Linked DNA regions of Anas platyrhynchos: region 1 is linked to region 2. Evidence: chromatin contacts called from public Hi-C data. All regions are on one chromosome and are shown on one strand. The core of a region is the stretch at or near the end of the contact, and the rest is flanking DNA. Distances in the headings are between cores, read along the strand shown. Region 1 has its middle 19 kb from the start of SEL1L3. Region 2 holds the start of RBPJ (recombination signal binding protein for immunoglobulin kappa J region).

Region 1 (3,942 bases), core at 19-2,518, 81 kb after region 2:
TACCATGGGAGCAGCGTGTTTCTTATAAAACAGTTCTTTACATCAGCAAAGAAGAAAATGGAGAGCAAAAGTAGGGGCTCTTGAGGGAAGATGAAGAGTGGAATGTGAAAGGAGGGGTTCAGTGATAGTAACGCTGCTCAGCTTACCGGAGAGCACTTCTCCAGGAACAGGGAAGGACAAAAAGAAAAATAATTATAAGACCATGCAGACAGTGGTGAAATCAGAGGAAAGCAGGTGGTCAAGATGCACACAATGAACACAGTGCAAGTTCTAGCCGAAAACACACAGAGCAATTTCATCCAAAACTTAGCGATCCAATAAAACATTCAAAGGCAAAGGAAGATGTGGCAGAAGTCTGAGGAAATTTTCCTGTATGATCACCACCACTGACTGGAAACTAAAGAAAGGAGGACTGTGGCAGGCTGTAGGAACGTGACTGTGAGGATCCTGGTCTGAGTCAGGCTGCTCACCATGAAGGAGGCAGTGCTAGGGCTGAAGTCTGAGGGCATCACGCGGCCGAGAAAGAAGCTGGAGCACCCTTTAAGTCATATGAGGAAAAGATAATATAGATGGTTCTTCAAAAACATAGATTAGGTTGGAAAAATGCCCAGATTCTGTACACTGTAGGAGAAGATAAGCCAAAGTCTTACCAGCTTAGATCTCTGTAGAGTCTGGTTACACTCCTACCTGCAAAGGAGCTGCTCTCAGCCTGTGTCAGCTCCAGCCTTGTCCCCCTCCATACCCAGTATTACCATCTCGATAGCAGCTTCAGGCAAGAGCACAAAGTCACACTGATCCAGCCAGGGATTCCTCAGCGCTCTCTCCCACCCAGAGAAAAGTTTTAGGTATCACAAATGGATAATGACAGATGGTGGCATGTAGACCCCTGTGCTAAACCAGTCGGTCAAAGCCCAGCAGCTGAAGTTTTCCCTACATATCCAAGAAGGCAGGCTTACATCTATTACCCCTGCTTCAGAGTTTGAAAATATGAGGAGTAAGAGATTTTTTTTATTATTATTTTATTTTAAAGATAGCCATGATGTTCTGTTTTATACTAACATGTTGTATTTGCCTGGCTTATCCAGTTTAATATAGATACAGGTTTCTTTGCCCCTCCACCCAAATACCTCAGAAAGCTTGCCCTACTCTAAAATAAAACAAGATAAATACAGTATAACTATTATTTTTTTTCAAGGCTGAACAGTGGGAGCTGCTTCCACAAGGGCAAGATATGCCCAACTAATTGAACAATATCTTGCCTATGAGACAAGCAGGAGCTCCCTGTCGTCACTGGGCTCTGCACCTGGCAAGCTTCCTACCTCTCACAAGGCCAATGTCACTGGAGTTTTTGGCTCAGTGCAAGGCAGCAAATGGCTCTTGCAGCTGCATCACACTGACTGCAAGAATACATCTCCTGAACTCACGCCACCAAGGTGAGCATGAAGGACAGAGCAGAGCGCAGTTAGGGAGCTAATGTGTAGAAGAACGTGCAGAAACTATAGATAAAAAATAAGGACTCTACGTTCCCTCATGTTTAAGACAAATCTTTCAATCATTACGACAGGCAGTATTTGGGGGCTGACTTATTTTGGGGGTCAGCCTCTCTTTGGATAAGTACATCACATGGAGTATGAGTGGGATCCAGAAGCATGGGCAGAACGATAGTCTGCGACCAACAGCTGTGGTCACCCGGGTAGGCTGCACAAATCTGGTGCATGGATAAATTTATAAAAGTGACAACAGCTTTTGGGGGAGACAACTGGAGCAGGTGACCTAAGTAGGCAGGTAAGGTGATCTTGTTACGGATACACTCTATGGGCACGTGGAAGACTACCAGGGACTAAAACTTGGATCCTTTGCATCGCCGTGAGCGTTGTAAACATCTAACTATTGGCTAGTTTTGGGGAGGGAACGCTCATTCCCATATCTTCTCACAACAAAACCTTCAAAAGATTTGTTTCCATCCCTGTGCGAAAAGGAACATCATTTTAAATCTCAGAATTTCAAGGAAGAGAACAATTGTTTACGACACATGTTTGTAAAGAAAATAATCCAGTTGCGTCAAAGTACGTAATTTACCCTTACAGTACAAAGGTGAAGAGAGTTCGAACTAGACTTTTGAACTAAGAGCCAACGAGGGCTACATTTTAACTTTGCATACAGAAAAATCTTGGTCACAACTGTAAAGAGGCTCGCTTGCCCCATCTACTGGTCACTGGGAAGGTTGGCTTCATGCTACAATTGCGTGCATCACTACCAAGGCCCCAATTCAACCTAATTCTCAAATTCTCATTTCTAATTTTAAAGAGATGCTTACATGCCACTGACAGTAGGATCTGAAGAAAACACCTAAGTGCTTTACCCACCTGTAGTCTCAGGCTGACTGATTATCATGGCAGGAATAGGGTAATGACTTCTTTAAGCCCAAAGAGTAAAATGCATTATTTTCAAATAAAATAATAGGACAACCTACTCGGTAACACTGACTTGTTTGCCATGATAAATTAATTAATTATGTCTTACTTTGTTCTTAACTAGGCTAAGATCATATAATACTGTAAAACAGCAGCCTGCAGAACGCCCATCACACGCAGCCACATGTATTACATCTCAGTAATGTCACCACAAAGTTAACACTGTTTTTTAGGGAATTTTTAAAAAGTATTTACTAAATAGCAAGTAAGATTCCCCAGAGGCCTGCTGACCTTATATTTTCCGTTGCTGCATTCAGTGCATCCATCCCATTGAAGCAGGTCTGTTCCTGTAGGGACAGGCTGGATTCTAGAGCAAAAATATGAAGTTTGGGTTGAGTTGGAGAGGCCTGCTGTCCTTCCTGAGGTAGGAAGACCTGTCAGATGACTCTGAGCACATGCCTCGTTCTCTTTGATCTTCTTTCAGGTCAGCACCTGCACTCGTATTTTAACATCCCTCTGCTCAATGACCTCCCATGCTGGTTGCAGATCCAATCAGATGTGACTAGAGAGAAGCTGCAGCCAACTGCAAGCCTACCAAAAAGAGTCTTTAAGGTAAACCAATATACCTGCAAGCCGAATCACCACGAGATCCTACACACAGGCATACTTTCCCGACGTGACACCAGCAAACCTATGACAGCTTGCTCAAGTTGGATAGCCAACATGCAAGTATTTACGCTTCCCACATGTGCACATCTCTCCTGCCCAAAGGACTGCTGCATTTTGAAAAGTCTAAGCAGAGACAGGGCTAAACTATCAGCATGTCTGTCTAGGCCCAGGCATGAAAGTTCACAGGGGGGTTATTGTCACGTCCACAACAGAAGATAATGAACCATCACTCTCAATAAGCAGAGCCCAGTATCAGCTTCAGGAAACACAGGTGGCAAAGCACAAGTGTGACCATCTATCTTAAGAAGCTATGACTTCAGTTACCCAGCAAACTTGATGAAAATAAACTGGCCACAGCAGGAGAGGGAGTGCAAAGGAGAAGGAACATCTCTACTGAGGTGTCTTGGGTGATAAACCTGAGAAGTAATTATGATTAATTCCAAATATAGCAGGCAGGGAAAGGATGTATGGACTGTAAATCTATACCTCCTGGTATACCTACTGTTGGGTTGTACATAAGAGCTCATCAAGCACATGAACTATTGTGAAGACCATCATGAAAGATTTGCTTAGCTGCCTCCCAGGAGTATACTTTGATCTGAATTATTTGTTTTAAATGTACAGTCAAATGTCTCTGAAATGTCTAGAGTCCAAGACTCTATCATGGGAAAACTGATGGACTATAGGGTCTTAGAGCAAATGTTTGCATAGCCTCACAACAGCAGTGTAAAATTGAATCCATCATTTCTAGATGATATCCCTAGAGAGGTCACAAAAAGAGACAAGACATGTCTCAGATGAAGCATACAATAGCTAGTACCTCACTTACCAAGTAACTGGAGTAGAACTGTGAGTCCTG
Region 2 (3,542 bases), core at 207-2,706:
ACTTGCAGCAAACTTTAAAAGCATTTCTTCTTTCAACTGTAACCTCTAAAATAGCACACTGCAGGAACCATAACAAATACGACCAGCTTCACCAAAGAACATTTAATTGGGAAAATGTGTATGAGCCGCAAGATGCCTTTATCAGGAGAGAAATCAGGCACGAGCTTCGATATAGTTTTTGACAGACAAGAGCGAGGAATTGGAAACACTGCTGCCGCCAACCAAAACAACAAAATACCATAATGCTACCTTCTCCACGAGAACAAAAGCATCCACCACCAACTCCACCCCACCCCCAAGCAGGCTGTTGCGCTCCCTAACCACACAGCCCATGCTGGAGACAATGTAATCCCACGGGGAAGACAGAAGGTCACAGGCGCAGTGTGAAGCCACAAAATAAGGTCCACTTTTTGGACGGGCTCGGCGGTGCTTTCACCCCTCACAATGTCACTTGGAACAACCAGGTGGAGCGCAGGCAGGGCCCGCTCTTCTCCTGCTGTCCCTTCCCTTGGCAGATAGGAGGTTACACGCGTCCAGCGTGCTCCAAAATTAAGGGCACTGCCCTTACGGCAGGCAGGAGAGCCCAAGATGTGGCAAGGGCAGCGACACTCCGCGTAACCCCGCAGGTGCGATGGGACGCTGCGTGCCAGCCGGGTGCCTGCTGCTACCCACGGGCTGCAGGAGGCTCCGGGGGTGCCGCTGGTTACAGGGACACACGGAGCAGCGGGGCAGCCGCGATCAGCCCCCCCAAAGCATGGCTAAAAGCATCGCCAGCTATCGCCTGTCGCGACACACGGCGGCTGAGCGGGGCGGGGAGCCCGCTGCCCTTGGCCGTGCGGGGTTAGGAGCTGAGGGCGCCCAGCAGAGCCCGCAGAGCGGCGGAGGGGAGGCGAGGAGGGGCAGCTCGGCCCCGTGCCCCCACACAGGGGCTGCCCGGCCGGCAGCACCCGCAGACTGCCCGCACCCCGGGGGGGCACGGCCGGGCCCAGGCGACCCCGCGGGGACGAGCCCCGAGCCCGGAGCCCCTCAGGAGGGGGTGGGAGGGGCAGGGCCCGGCCGCCTCAGGGAGCCCGGGGGGAGCCCCGCGGGCCCTGCCCCGCGCCCCGCGCCCCTCAGAGCGCTGCGCCCAGCCGGGGGGGACCCCGCCGGCGGGGGCTCGGCTGGCCGGGACCCGCCTGCACGGCCCCCGGAGGTCGCCCCCGGGCTCCCTGAGGCGGCGGCGGGGCCGGGGGCCGGGCGGGCGGCGGGCGGGGAGCCCCCGGAGCGCGGCGCTCCCGGCGCGGCGCCGCCGTCCCCCCGCACTTACCCTGTCACAACAGGCGCCATCTTCCACAAACTCTCGCCAAAACTCCTACTCTCGCGAGAGCTGCCTCCACACACACCCCCCCTCCCTCTCCTCCCTCCCCTCCCTCCTCCTCCCGCTCCCCTCGCACCTCCCCTCCCCGGGACGGCGTCGCGCATGCGCAGAGCGCGGGAGACACACACACGCAGAGCGCCCGGGCTCTCCCCTCAGACACAACAGCCCCGGCGTGGGAACCGGCGAGGTCTCGCGAGAGTGCGCGGCGCTGGGGAGAGGGGAAAGAGGGGAGTCTCGCGAGACTTGGCCGCTGGGGGATTCCCTCTCTGCCTGCTCGTGCGTCTGGCTGCCCGGCGGAACGAACCAACGCGGGGACAGCGTGGGGGGGTGGGGACACACGACAGCGGCACTGCCCGCCCGCGGGGAGCAAACCACTCGGGGCGGCAGCGGGGGGGGCGCTGCCAGCACGCCTGGCAGAGCTGACCATTAGCGGCGGCAGGCGGGGGGGGGGGGGGGGGGAGGCTGGCGGCCGCCTCCTCCTCACCGCCCCCATACCCCGACCCCCCCCCCCCGCGGGAGGCGCGGTGGGCCCGCCCGCCGTGTGCTGGGTGAGGGCGGGCGGCGCGCGCCGCGCCTCGAGCCTGTGGCAGTGCCCCGTGGGGTCCCGGCGCCATGTTGGGGCTCGGCCGGCCCTGAGGGCGCTGAGGGGCTGGGGGCGGCCAGGGGGGCCCCGGGGCCGGCACCTCAGCGGTGCGGGCTGCCCACTGCCGCCTCAAAGTCTGTAAAATCACCCTACAAAGCTCCATCTGGGAGTGCACACCGCATGTGCCTTCGTTCCCTTCTGCTCAGTTTAAAAATCGCCTCACACAAAGCCCAGAAACCAACCAGAAAATAAAAATCTTTCACAAACGAGGGGTTGGAGGTCGGGGTTCAGAGGGGTGGGTGCGCCAAGGACTGATCCCATTTCTTACATACAATCATATTTTTGAACAATAAAATCTAATGAAAACCTTTCTTTCTTAATTTTGGTGTCTTCTCCAACCAAAAAGCATAAGAAAATAAAATCATACAATGGTTTGGATTGGAAAGGACCTCAACGATCCAGCTGCAGCCCCATGCCATGGGCAGGGACAGCTCCCACTAGGTCAGGTTGCTCAGGGTCTCATCCAGCCTGGCCTCCAGCACCTCCAGGGATGGGGCATCCACAACCCCTCCGGGCAAGGTTTATTTGTTTAGCAGGTAATTTGGGAGTCTGCTAAGACCCAGACCAATAAAGCGACTCTTGTACTGACCTCTCAGAAGTCTTGGTATGGGTGCTGTAACGAGAAGGTATCCACAGAAAGAAAGGACCTGGCTGTGCTCCAGCACATTGACATAACGAGAGGAGCCTGATCTTGGATCCATTTAACAACGAGACCATTTCAAGTCCATTAGAGGACTGTCTGAAAATTAATCCCTTTCTGTCCTGGATTCTATCCTACCCATTCAACCTCTTCATGCCTTTAGCATACCAATTTAACTTCACATACATATTCAACATAGATTTAAAGATCCCCCCGAGACTCCAAAAAGTGCATCATTTTCATTACTTCACCTCCATACCTCTGCTGTTTCCCAAGGTAGGAAAAGTGAGAACATTCTCGGTAACACCATTAGTATGATGTCTTCCCTAAGTACACTCGTACTAATTCAAGGGATGTGTCAGATGTATAAAGGCATGCTCCAAGAGATCGTTTGGCCACCAGGTTTACTGTAATCCTGCTCGCTGTACAAACAGCTATTGTTTGCTATTATCAAAAGCACTTTTCCCCATCATGATTTCCCCTTCTGAAAGGAGTTATGAAATGACGTTGATTGGCTCCACGAAGGAGCCGAGAAGGCGCAGCTCTTGTCAAAAGCACGATGCATACTGGAAATCCTCTGTATTGTTTGTGAAGAGCAACTCATAATCCCTTTGGAAATCTCTTCCTAAAAACATCTTCTCTTTTTTTTTTTTTTTTTTTCCCTCCAAGGCTAAAGAATGATCTCAGCTCATGCTAGCTCCGTTCCGTTAAGAATGGTTCCTGGATATTTGCCATGGCCTGTCTCTAGATGGTCATTTTCTGGGGCCCCTCTTTTGCTGTGTTTTGAATTGAACTGGAAGATCTAAAAATACAGCACACAATAATATGCCATGTCTAGACTCTTAATATTTTACAAAGAATAATAATCAAATTAATTGGATGCTGGAGCAGGTATATTATTT

What was found. A called contact is a pair of places that touch in the nucleus more often than the background predicts.
Region 1: a contact with region 2 is called in a Hi-C map of F5 follicle, with 2.9 times the contacts expected there. The contact joins the enhancer-like site here to the promoter of RBPJ in region 2. A contact is called at or near these places in 3 of 8 Hi-C or Micro-C datasets (F5 follicle, liver and subcutaneous adipose tissue).

The regions. Positions count from the first base shown.
Region 1 is chr4:60,731,208-60,735,149 of IASCAAS_PekinDuck_T2T, forward strand. No RefSeq gene overlaps it. Among named protein-coding and RNA genes, the nearest start is that of SEL1L3, 19 kb to the right of the region's middle. Within about 2 kb of position 1,269, at least 5 of the 8 cell types and tissues checked have an H3K27ac peak or open chromatin away from gene starts, as enhancers often do. A contact at or near this core is called in F5 follicle, where this site is marked.
Region 2 is chr4:60,650,220-60,653,761 of IASCAAS_PekinDuck_T2T, forward strand. RBPJ (recombination signal binding protein for immunoglobulin kappa J region) reads right to left here and starts at 1,457. Exons shown (of 11, transcript XM_072037727.1): 1 at 1,434-1,457.